Regions from separate parts of the Mus musculus genome. Here region 2 is linked to region 1. A link is a contact called in public HiChIP or PLAC-seq data. All regions are on one chromosome and are shown on one strand. Each heading gives the region's core, a stretch centred on a gene start, on an enhancer-like site or on the middle of the called end of the contact. The rest is flanking DNA. Distances are from core to core; before and after follow the strand shown. Region 1 has its middle 14 kb from the start of Gm52681. Region 2 overlaps Usp48 (ubiquitin specific peptidase 48).

Evidence for each region. HiChIP or PLAC-seq counts read pairs in DNA pulled down with a chosen protein or histone mark.
Region 2: a contact with region 1 is called in an H3K4me3 HiChIP or PLAC-seq map of bone marrow-derived macrophages, with 3 times the contacts expected there. The contact joins two enhancer-like sites. A contact is called at or near these places in 1 of 484 Hi-C or Micro-C datasets (natural killer cells), 4 of 115 datasets of contacts at active chromatin or transcription factors (bone marrow-derived macrophages, embryonic stem cells, memory CD8 T cells and 1 more) and 1 of 9 other capture datasets (pancreatic islet).

The regions. Positions count from the first base shown.
Region 1 is chr4:137,369,973-137,376,363 of GRCm38.p6, forward strand. No RefSeq gene overlaps it. Among named protein-coding and RNA genes, the nearest start is that of Gm52681, 14 kb to the right of the region's middle. Within about 2 kb of position 3,954, at least 81 of the 459 cell types and tissues checked have an H3K27ac peak or open chromatin away from gene starts, as enhancers often do. A contact at or near this core is called in bone marrow-derived macrophages, where this site is marked.
Region 2 is chr4:137,606,142-137,612,532 of GRCm38.p6, forward strand. It overlaps Usp48 (ubiquitin specific peptidase 48), which reads left to right. Exons shown (of 27, transcript NM_001355588.1): 4 at 548-675; 5 at 1,917-2,041; 6 at 2,857-2,965; 7 at 4,549-4,682; 8 at 5,565-5,647. Among named protein-coding and RNA genes, the nearest start is that of Usp48, 15 kb to the left of the region's middle. Within about 2 kb of position 3,615, at least 89 of the 459 cell types and tissues checked have an H3K27ac peak or open chromatin away from gene starts, as enhancers often do. A contact at or near this core is called in bone marrow-derived macrophages, where this site is marked.

The DNA of each region.
Region 1 (6,391 bases), core at 2,704-5,203:
GACAGGGAAATCTCTGGAAGTCCTTGTGCCCACTACCCTGTCATACGCAGCAGAAAGTCAATAAGATGTTCTGCCTCAAATAGCGTGGAAAGCAAGGAAAGAGATTCTTTACAGAAGCATAATGCATGAGGAGCACATGCCAAGAAAGAAATCTTAGCATAGTAACACAAGCCATAGTCCCGACTTCTTAGAAGGCGGGGGCAGGAAAAGCTGGCGCTGGATCTCGAGCTTGGGAGTTAGAGGCTAGTACGAGCATCCTAGTGAAATTCCAGCTATTAAAAAAAGAGAGCGAGAGAATGAATAGATGAACAAGGAGTCGGGCCGGGCCGCAGAGTCCGTGGGAGATAAAGGGGCGGCGGCGGGAGCGGGGAAAGGGGGGGGGGCGGGGAGAAAGTCCACTACGTGCATGGCAGAGGGCAGAAAGAGAATGTGAGCTGAAGTAAGACCATTGTCCAGCGCCTTGTGCTGAGCTGCCCATGGAAACCGATTACACGTGACACTTCCGGGAAGGCCATCCGCGATCACAGTCCCAGCCCCATCACGGTGGACTTCCTTAAGGCCCCTCCCCTGCGACCTCTGGAGCCGGACTCCTCCCAGGCAGGCAGCGGGGACCTGGTATCCACCTATGCGCAGGAAAGCACCCCCCAGCAAGTTGTTGGAGGAAGTGTGTCACTGGGGGTGGCTGTAGGTTTCTTTCTCTGCCTAATGCCTGTGGATCAGGAATGTAGCTCTCCCTTACTTCTCTTCCACCATGCCTGTCCACCTGCCTAACTCTCTAAAGCTGTAAGCAAGGCCCCAATTAAACGATTCTCCTGCCTGGGCCTCCCAAATCCTGAGATTATATATGTATGCATTACCACCACGCTTGACTCAAATCTATTTCCTCTTTTTAAAAAAGCAAGCTCTGCTTTGGTTCTGTGGCACACACCTCTAATCCCAGCACTCTCTAGGAAAAGGAGGCAGATCTCTGAGTTCAGAGCTAGCCTGGTCTACATAGTGGTCCCTGTCTCAGAAAAAAACAAAAAACACCACCACCAACAAATTAAAAATGAAATCGCCGGGCATGGTGGCGCACACCTTTAATTCCAGCACTCGGGAGGCAGAGGCAGGCAGATTTCTGAGTTTGAGGCCAGCCTGGTCTATAAAGTGAGTTCCAGGACAGCCAGGGCTATACAGAGAAACCCTGTCTTGAAAACAAAACAAAACAAAACAAAACAAAACAAAAATGAACTTTGGGTTGGGGTATGGCTCAGCATCAGAAGAAGTCTTACCTAGAATTCAGGAGCCCTAACTTCAGTCCCTAATAACACACACACACACACACACACACACACACACACACACACACACACGCACACGCACACGCACACGCACACACGCGCACATACACCAAATCTGAGATCTAGCTATCCTCCATCATCCCCTCCAGTGTCCATTTTGAATTTTCTCTCCACTAAGCCAGAAGTTCTTAACCAGTATTTTTCTTTTCATGAGTGTTTGTGTGGTGTTCAGGTGTTCATAGATGCATGTTTTTGCATGTGGGTGGATGCACATACACATGTGTATGTGTGCATGTTGTCTTGGGAGGGTTGATGTCAGGAATCACCATCCAGGGCTCTCCCATCTTATTGATCCAGGTAGGGTCTCTCCCTCAAACCCAGAGCTCACCAATAAGGCTTGTCTCTGCTGCCTGTGGTCTCTGCCTTATGAGACTGGAATTACAAGCAGGCTCCCATGCCCACCTGGCATTTACATGGGCTGTGGAATCTAAGCTCCAATTCTCATGATTGCCTGACAAGGACTTCACAGCTGAGTCACCCTCTTAGCCCCATCCAGGGGTGACTTTATATGAGTCATATCCCCAGCCCAAAGTTGACAACACTGGAGACATGATAGGTTGTTATGTGTGGAAGGATGTTATTAGCATGTGATGGGTATGGGTGAAGGATGCACTGTACACGCTCCCAAGCACAGGACAAACCCCCATACCAATCAAACCTTTTCCAAAATGCCAACAGTGCTGGGGTTGGAAACATATTCCCCAGCACAACCCACTCTAGAGAAGCCTTTCTGCCCCGCTGGCTGCCATGACTTTTGGACCTGAAGATCCCCTGCAAGCTTGGCTTCCTTCAAGCTGGCTTTCTGCTTGGGAGTGGGAGGAACTCATCCCGCTGCTGTCTGCGCCTCCTAGGTCCCCAAGGTCCATCGTAATCATAACACTAGGGAGGCAGAGGCAGGAAGATGAGTTCAAGCCAGCCTGTGCTTCGGAGTAAGACTCTGTCCACAATGCCCTCCCCCAAATTTCCGTAAAGGAAAGAAAAGGAACGGCAGTGGCCTGACCATAAAAATCTCTGAAGGCCGGGGCCGTAACTCGGCTGTGAGCGCTTGCTCAACAACACGAACTCCTGGTTTCGATATCTAGCACTGTGTAAATGCAGTGTGGTGAGGCAAGGCGTGCCTGTAATTCCCGCACTCCAGAGGCAGAGATAAGAAAATTCAGAAATTCAAGGTCACTCTTGCCTCTGTACCAAGTTCCAGGCTGACCTGGGCTGTAAAATGAGACCTTGACTTAACCAACCAACCGGAAGGTTAATCTGGAGCTAGCAAAGGCACTGTTCCAAGTGTGAAGCCCCTGCGCTCCCATGCCTTTGCCCAAGAAGTGGACGTGATCCTGTGATCCACTGGAGATCCACTAGGATATCGCTATGTCACTTCCCAACTTGGCTATGCCCTCCCCACCCCCTTTTTAAAAAGATTTGTTTAAAAACAAGAAACCTGTTGGGGTGATGGCCCACCCCTGAAATCCTAGCACTTGGGAGGATCAGCGGTGTAAGGTCATCCTTGGCTGCATGGTGATTTCTAGGCTAGACTGGGCTCCATGAAACTGCCTCAAAATTTAAGACAAGGGCTGGAGAGATGGCTCAGCGGGTAAGAGCACCCGAATGCTCTTCCGAAGGTCCGGAGTTCAAATCCCAGCAACCACATGGTGGCTCACAACCATCCATAAGGAGATCTGACCCCCTCTTCTGGAGTGTCTCACATATAATAAATAAATAAATCTTTTTTTTTTTAATTTAAGTCTTAGTAAAGGAGGAGGAAGAGGAAATTTTCACACAATATCTCTCCTCAAAGACTACTTATTCCCTTAAAACGGGGCGTTATTTTATGTGGTGGTGTTTCATTGTATACTTGACAGAATCTGGAATTCTTGGCATAGCGATGAGGGAGGGCGCATCTAGATCAAGGGATTTCTGTAGGGGATTATCTTGATCAGGTTAATTAGTGTGGGAAGATTCACCTTAACTGTGGGCCGGATGCTGTCTGTGTAGGGGGATCCTGGACTGTGTAAGAGAGAGCGAGCTGAGCGGCAGTGTGCATTTATCCTGCTGGGTTTCCTGGTGGCGGTTTTGACGGGACCAGCTGCTTCAACCTTGACTTCCCCACCATAATGGGCTGTACTCTGAATAGAAAGCTAGAACAAATCTTTTCTCTTAAGTTGCCATTAAGGTTTTTATTACATTTATTAACTTATTCATATGAGTGTGCATTTGTACCATGTTGCTCACCTCTCTCTTTCCATCCCGAGAGTCCAGGCCATCGGGCTTGGTACCGATGAGCTATCTCGCAGGCCCTCCTAAGTTGCTTACATCAGAGACTTTGATTGTAGCCACAGGAACAGAAACCAAGTCACCATGTGTCTATATTCTAGCGCCTAGACAAGTCCCAGAAACACAGGAGTCTTGCACAGACATCAGCAAGATGAGTGCTACTCCACGCCCAAGCAGAAAGCCAGCCTCAAGTGAAGCCAGGCTTGCAGCAGATCTTCAGGCCCAAAAGTCATGGTGGCCACCAGGGCAGAAAGGTTTCTCTAGAGTGAGGAAGTAGCTACTGTCCACTCTGCCGGCCACAGCCACGGCTGTGTCGGCTGCTGACCAGACAGAAGACAGGAAGACAAGGCTGATCTGCATTGTGGGCAGGGCAGGGCAGGGCAGGGCAGGACAGGCAAGCAGGCTTCAGAGCAAGTCCCGCACAGGAAGACAAGCAGAACAAAGGGATTGGAAATGTAACAAGAGCAAATGTGACATGGCGCTACCTAGGCTGGCTCACCTCTGGTGACCCTGCTTTCTGCCCTTCTCACTCAGAGAAACTTAACTGCTCCTAGTTTTAAAATCTAAGGCCGGGACTGATCCTGTTGGGCAGTTAGAGCTCAGCCACCAGGGAAGCCAGGGCTCCTGTTTCCTGAGTGTTCACCCTCTTTCCTCAAAGGCAAGATTCCTAAGAACTAAACTGATCTGTTGCCACGGGACAGTTTCTGTTTTGTTTTGCTTGAGTCAGGGGTTTTCAGTTAGCCCTACTTGACCTTGAAGTTGCCTGTCTCTGCCTCTATAGAATTGGGATTTCCTGTGTATGAGCCACCAGTATCCATTATGATACTGTTTGTAAAGGGCCAAACTTTACTTGGGAGGCCGAGGCAGGAGGATTCCTGCAAGTTTGAGGTTAGCCTACTTTACATTAGGTATTCTAGAACAGGTAGGGTTGCATAATGAGACCTTTTCAAACACACACACACACACACACACAGACACACACATACACACACACACACAGACACACACACACACACAGACACACAGACACACACACACAGACACACACACACACAGACACACACACAGACACACACACACAGACACACACACACACACACACACACACAGACACACACACACACAGACACACACACACACACAGACACACACACACAGACACAGACACACACATAGACACACAGACACACACACACAGACACACACACACAGACACACACACACACAGACACACACACACACAGACGCACACACACAGACACACAGACACACACAGACACACACAGACACAGACACACACACACACATACACACACACAGACACACACACACAGACACATACACACACACAGACACACACACACACAGACACATACACACACACAGACACACACACACACACAGACACACACAGACACACACACACACAGACACACACACACAGACACACACAGACACACACACACACAGACACACACATACACACACAGACACACACACAGACACACACACACACAGACACACACACACAGACACACACACACACAGACACACACACAGACACACACACACACACAGACACACACACACACACACAGACACACAGACACACAGACACACACACACACACAGGGTGAGGTGGGAGTAAGGTCTTAATATTTCCAGGGTGAGGTGGGAGTAAGGTCTTAATATTTCCAGGGCACTGGAAATGAGCTACTAATGGTTACAGAAGGTTCCGTTCATACCAAAAACAGAAAATCATGAGCTCCAAGTTAACAGGAGTCAGCTGGAGAAACAAGCAGCAAACACCCAGGACAAGCAGCGGGCTCACTGTCCCAACAAGAGGACAAAGGGACTCTCAGCATTCAGTCCCAAGTTTCCTTAGCTAAGAAAGCAGCCCAGCCACACAGTCACAGCCTGGGGAATGTTTATCGCAACCTTCAAAGCCAAGCTCCAAGAAGACAGCGGCTCAGATTTCTCATAGCCACGGTAGGATCTTGCGTCAAAGGGAGCCTTTGGTGTACCTCTCTGGAGCAGAGGCACGGCAAGCTGAAACAAGCGTTTGTCAGAGATTCTGACTCCAGGGCAACATCTTGGACACCTGAGCTCTGAGCACTGAGGCAGCAGCTTAGAGACGCCTCTGTGCCAGCATTTCCACCATCTCTTCCCTTGCTGTCGGGTCTCAGCCACTGTTCAGCAGATTACAGGAGATCACTAAGGACAGTCCCAGGCCCGGCTGCAGAACCACAGTAGACCATCCTGAGGATGGGAGATGTGGATTTTGGGACCGGGGGGGTGGGGGGGGGTGGGGGGTGCGGGTATGACTTCCTTGTCATGGTCTCAAAATCCTCAACAGTCTTCGTCAAGGCTCTCGGGTAGAACCTGGACCTGGGAAGCCAGCATCAGGACGACTTCTGACTCTTCAGCCACCTTGTCATTTGGCCATGACCTCATTTGACCATCTGGACTGCTCTTATTTCTTGAGTCTCCATCCTAGAACTGGGGCAGGGGTAGGGGTAGGGCGGGGGGTGGGGGATGCATTTCAGATTCCAAAGCACAGAGCACAGAGCAGAGCAAAGTGGAGGTCAACAAGAGCAGACCAGAAGGGCTGCTGAGCCACCCTCCTCTCTTGGATCTGTACCCCGGCCTGATGGGGTTTATTCATAAAGCCACCACAAAGTCTATTTTTATTTCGCTGCTTGCTGAATCATTAGAGGCAGTTGAGAAAATGTGTTAATCCTGGCTGAGAGCTGGAGGTTTTTAAAGTGCAAAGGAAGACGAAC
Region 2 (6,391 bases), core at 2,365-4,864, 240 kb after region 1:
CTTTTTTTGGTTTTTCGAGACAGGGTTTCTCTGTGTAGCCCTGGCTGTCCTGGAACTCACTCTGTAGACCAGGCTGGCCTCGAACTCAGAAATCCGCCTGCCTCTGCCTCCCGAGTGCTGGGATTAAAGGCGTGCGCCACCACGCCCGGCACCAAAAAAACTTTTAACAATTTGTTCTTTGGTTGGAGAGATGGCTCAGCTGTTCAGAGCACTTGCTATTCTTGTAATGGACCCGGGTCCAGGTTTCCAGTATTGGTGACTCCTCTTCCAGGGAGTCCAGTGCGCTTTACCAGTACCAAGCACACACACGGAACACAAACATATTTGAAGCCAAAACACTCACACATGTAAAATAAAAATACAGCATTTTGGGGCTGGAGAGATGGCTCAGAAGTTAAGAGCACTAACTGCTCTACCAGAGGTCCTGAGTTCAATTCCCAACAACCACAAAGTTCATTATGGGCATGTACCACCATGCTTGGCTGGAAGTAGGTAGTTTGTTTTTGTGTTTTGTTTTTAAATGCAACATGCTTTTTTCTTTTAATAGATTATGAGCCTCAGACAATTTGTGAGCATCTTCAGTACTTGTTTGCTTTGTTGCAAAACAGTAACAGACGATACATCGATCCTTCAGGATTTGTTAAAGCCTTGGGCTTAGATACTGGGCAGCAGCAGGTGAGAACAGCCTCAGGCCTGGGGTCGCCCCACCCCCACTCCTCATCTTCTCAGGTGCTCATGGGCTCCTTAGAGCCCTTCTAGGGAAGATGAAGCAGCGTGCTTGTCGAAGTGTAAAGTTTGACCTGGTGTGGTGGCAGACACCTTTGATCCCAGTACTTGGGAGGCAGAGGCAGGAAGATCTCTGAGTTTGAGGCCAGCCTGGTATACTTAGTATCAGAACACGCTGATAATCTTTGTAAAGGAAATTCTACTTTGGATTTTAGTGCCTTTATTTGCTGACCAGTGTGTACCTTATTATGCTTGCTACTTTTGTTTTAATGTATAGTGTGCATGTCATGTGTTCTTAGGTGGTCATGGAGGCCAGAGGAGGGTGTTGGGTCCTTTGGAACTGGAGAGACAGGTGGCTGTGAGCTCCTTATGTGGGTGCTGGGAATGGGCAGCAGTGTGTGTGTGTGTGTGTGTGTGTGTGTGTGTGTGTGTGTGTGTGTGTGTGTGGTTGCCCTGCAGAAGGGTAGCACGAGCCTGGCTGCTGAGCCATCTCTCCAGCTAGACTGTACTCTTTACCCCCTCTCTTCTTTCCTTTTCAAAAAATTTATTTATGTATGTGTGTATATGAGTACACCATTGCTCTCTTCAGACCCAGAAGAGGGTATCAGACCCCATTACAGATGGTTGTGAGCCACCATGTGGTTGCTGGGAATTGAACTCAGGACCTCTGGAAGAGCAGTCAGTGCTCTTAACCATGGAGCCATCTGCAGCTCTGTAAACTATTTCTTTTTGTTTGTTTGTTTGTTTTGTTTTGTTTTTTGTTTGTTTGTTTGCTTTTGGAGACAGGGTTTCTCTGTGTAGCCCTGGCTGTCCTGGAACTCACTCTGTAGATCAGGTTGGCCTCTAACTCAGAAATCCGCCTGCCTCTGCATCCCGAATGCTGGGATTCAAAGGCATGTGCCACTGCTGCCCGGCCTGTAAACTATTTCTTTTCTTTTTTTTCTTTTTTTTTTTTCTTTTTTTTTTTTTTTTTTTTGGTTTTTCGAGACAGGGTTTCTCTGTCTAGCCCTGGCTGTCCTGGAGCTCGCTTTGTAGACCAGGCTGGCCTCGAACTCAGAAATCTGCCTGCCTCTGCCTGGGATTAAAGGCATGCGCCACCACGCCCGGCTTGTAAACTATTTCTTAAAACTGATTTGTGAGCTGGGAAGCAAGATACAACTGTTTTTTCTTTTCATTAATTTAAACTGTAGGATGCACAAGAGTTTTCCAAGCTCTTTATGTCGCTGTTGGAAGACACTTTGTCTAAACAGAAGAACCCGGATGTTCGGAATGTTGTGCAGCAGCAGTTCTGTGGAGAATATGCCTATGTGACTGTGTGAGTCTACTGCAGCTCTCCTGCCATTAATTACCCTTCATCTCAGTCTCAGGTTATCACAGTGGTGGGTTATCACTGCACCCGAGGTATTTATAGCAGTATATTTCCATGGGAACATGTTGAAGCAGCTACCTGGCCTATTGCAGTTGAGTGCTGCGGGTATTGGAAACTGGCTGAAGACTGTGAGGCTGTGTAGTGTGGGCTGAGATGTGAGGTTGGAACTGCCTGGCAGACTAAAGCATGCTGGACATTGCTCGGGGAGGCTCTAGTCCAAGAGAGACTGATCCCTAGTCTGGTTCTATTTTTATTTTGCAGGTAATTTATGTGCTACAATTTCTCTAACAGAATAATGAACATTATAAGCACTCCCTCTCCTCTGTCTAGAGCAGTGGTTCTCTTTTTTTTCTTGGTTTTTTCAAGATAGGGTTTCTCTGTGTAGCCCTGGCTGTCCTGGAACTCACTCTGTAAACCAGGCTGGCCTCGAACTCAGAAATCCACCTGCCTCTGTCTCCCAAGTGCTGGGATTAAAGGCGTGGGCCACCAATGCCTGGCTCGAGTAGTGGTTCTCAACCATCCTAATGTTTCGACTCTTCTATGCAGCTCCTTATGTCCTGGTGACCCCAACCATAAAATTATGTCATTGCTGCTTTGTGATTGTGACTTTGCTGCTGTCATGAATCGTAATGTAAATATCTGCCATGCAGGCTGTTTAGCATGTGAGCGCCTAGGTAGAGAACTGCGGGTGTAGGGTGTGTGCTGCAGAGACATAAGCTGCTCTTCTCACTCTCATCTCAGTGTTCATTGGTTCATTGTAGGTGCAATCAGTGTGGCCGAGAGTCTAAGCTTGTATCGAAGTTCTATGAACTGGAGTTAAACATCCAAGGCCACAAGCAGTTAACAGACTGCATCTCAGAGTTCCTGAAGGTACTTACATGTCGGCATGCATGGTTTCTGCTCGCTGATGGCTCTGTTCCATTTTGGGTGGCATTTTGATTCATGGGCACATCCGTTATTAGAGAGTTTGTCAAATAAGCAATATCTGTTTTTGTAAAGGTCCAAAAGGAGCTATAAAGTACCAAGTAGTCTGCACCTTAACTTAAGTTTAGAGCACTGTGTGCTAGTTTGTGTGTAAAGGTGTGTGTGCTTGGTTATAGGCAGCACATGCCCCTCCCTCCATGTTTCTGCTTTTTCTATATTCTGAGAGCTCCCATCAGTGGAGTTGCTCTGACGAGTGTGATAGACGAGCTTGGAGCACACAACTTCCTGTCTTTTAAACAGTGTTGAGTTTGCATTCTCTCTTGTACACATTAGCAGTCGGAAGCCATTAATCACATTGAGTTTATCCATCTAAAGACGTCCTGAGTGTTCACTTAGTGTTGTATTCTTAGTGTTGTATTAAGCACGGTGGCAGTTGCGCTGACGGTATTGGCCAGAGCAGCACAGGTTGCAGTGCAATGCCATGGCTACCAGTGGCTCACTAAATGCACAAAATAGACTGTGGTGTGGTCATCCAGGTGCTGTAGAGAAGAATAATGCAGGGCAGGGCAGGGCTGGCTGCAGGCCTCTGTGCTTCACAGGAAAGCAGGAGAAGGGTGTTTCTGAGCATCCGAGTCACAGAAGGCCAGGCGGAGGTGGGACCTGTGGTTTGAGGACAGGAAGCTCTGTGTGTGTGTGTGTGTGTGTGTGTGTGTGTGTGTGTGTGTGATAGTGCTTGAGCACATGACGAGTGACAGAAAACAGTAGTTGTAGTTGAGAGGCCCGGTTAGAAGTCTGACTTGTCCATCAAGTGAGACTTGGGCCATCATAGTTGTGGTCACGGGCGGGTGGCATGTTCTCAAAGGATGACTGCACGTTGCTGAAGGGTGGGGCTGCCAGGACTGGGGCTTAACTGAAGGGTTGAGGAGGGCTGGCTGGCTGCCTGGCTTTACTAATTTCAGGGTAGAGTCAAGGGCTTTTAGGTTTTGTGGCCTGATGAGTTGGAAGAATGTCTTTGCTAAGATGGAAGGAGACTGAGAAGGGTAAGGTTGAGAAGAACCGTGAGGTGAGGACAGACCTGAGGTGGACAGGAGAGTCAGGAGTTCAAAGCCAGCTTCAGCTACTTTAGGGAGAGACTGTTTATGTTGCATAAAGAGTTTGGTTTGACCTGTAGCTCCGTAGCAGAGTTTGCTTAGCATGTTGAATGTCAGCAGCGCGCGCGCACGCACACACGCACACACACGTTGGTGTTAAATCTGTCTTACTTGAAGTGGGAGAAATGAGGAAGGAGGGAAGGACTCGAGCTACTTTTCTTGTCCTGACCTCTGACATAATTAGGGAGAAGCAACAGCTGGCTGGGGAAGCTGCAGAGGGCGGGTGTGGGGGGGAGGGGGAGGAGGATGATGGCGGCGTTCCCCGTTGGATGGAAGCTGCAGAGGGTGGGTGGGAGGAGGAGGAGGGTGGTGGCGTTCCCCGTTGGATGGAAGCTGCTAGCTCACAGAGCTGTGCTTTACTTCCTAATCCCTAACCAGGAAGAACGATTAGAAGGAGACAATCGATACTTCTGTGAAAACTGTCAGAGCAAACAGAATGCTACACGGAAAATCCGGCTTCTGAGCCTCCCTTGCACTCTGAACTTGCAGCTGATGCGTTTCGTGTTTGACAGGTGAGTCTGTGCAGGCAGTGGGCAAAGACCACGGTAGGACGGCTCACATGGAGCCTTGGTTCTTCCAAGTATATTTCATGATGGCGAGTTGCTGGCCTTTGTTGGGCCCACCAGCAGATGAATAATGACACAGAGACTTACTACTATACTGTACCTTAGGTCTCGGCTCATCCAGCGTGCCTGACCACATAGTGCACATCACGTCACACAGCCAACCTCTTCCATGTCCCACTGGTGAACCTTCTCACTATTCTCCCAGAGACCCTCTCTCAGCCTGGAAAGGTCTTGCCTTCCCTTTCCTGTCCAGCTTTTGGCTGTTAGCTTTTTATTAAACCAATTGCCAGGTGAGGGAGGAAGAGTTTACAGAATATGATACGAATAGCAATACCAGAGTTCATCCAGAAACCCTAAGTCTTCAAATGATGCATCCCGTTTGAAGTGGTACAGTAAATTCTTTAGAGGCCAGTTGTATCCAGATAGGAGCTGGAGATAGATGTACAGAGAATATGTGTTTGTAAGCACTGTTAATTTTTAGCTTTGTAATGAAAAACCATAAGGACCTGAATTGCCTTGATATTTCTGGATGATTGTGTACAGATAAAATTCTCCTCTTCATGGGAGTGCATCTTTCATCATATAACTGAGGTAGCTCTTCATGGGAGTGCATCTTTCATCGTGTAACTGAGGTGGCTCTGCACTTGGGCACGCAGTCTATGCTTTGGCAATGAATCATTAGGTGTCAGAACTTTGCAGAGGGGCTCAGCCTTTGCCTGTGTGTGCTAATAGACTTCTGGTTGGAATCAGGCTGCTGTGGAGCCTGTCAAGGATCTGGCAGCATGTGCACAGGCTCCCGATGGTTTGACTGTATCTTCTTCATGGCAGGCAAACTGGACACAAGAAGAAGCTCAATGCATACATCGGCTTCTCAGAGAGTCTAGATATGGAGCCTTACGTGGAGCACAAAGGTACTGTTGTGACCAAGCTGTGACTGTTAGCTTGAGAGGGAACCGAGGCCTGCTCTCTCCACGTGCAGAGTGTTCCTTGAATCCCTGTTTGCAGTCTCTGAACAGCAGCTTTTTGACAAGAAGTTACTTTCATTTGTAAGAGTTAGCACACTTAAATTTTACAGATCTCACCGGACCCTGCCCCGTCTCCTTTTAAAGTTCAAAATGGAAATGTGGTTTGCATACTATAGAAGTGAACATCTTCATGAACCACCCAAAAGGGAAGACACCATGCCAGCAACCTAGTGTCCACAGGGTGCTTACAGATTGTCCCTTGTCTCTCCCGTCCACCCAGCACCACATTTTTTCTTTTTGCCATTAAGCATCTCCCTGAACTGATAGTCGGGATTACTCTTTTTGTCTCCTGGGATATTGCCAGGCAAAGATAACATGTAATTAATCCTGCCATTCTGCTGCTCTGGGTTGGTGGGTGGTGCCTGGAGAAAGCGACATCCCTGGTGTGTGTCTCCCAGTAGAAAGGTTCAGGCAGCACACAGAGGTCTAATTGGACATCGTGGACTTGGCGTGGGTTGGCGAGTCCCCTTGTGCTTGATGTGATTACTGACTGATCCTCCAGTTCAGATTTACTGTCCCAAGCTTCCCTTTGTAAGTTAACTAGTGTGGTTAGCGTGGACATTAGTGGTTTTCTTCCCTTTGCCACTCTTGCTTAATTCTCAGTAATTCCCTTCCCCACGGTCCTCCCTG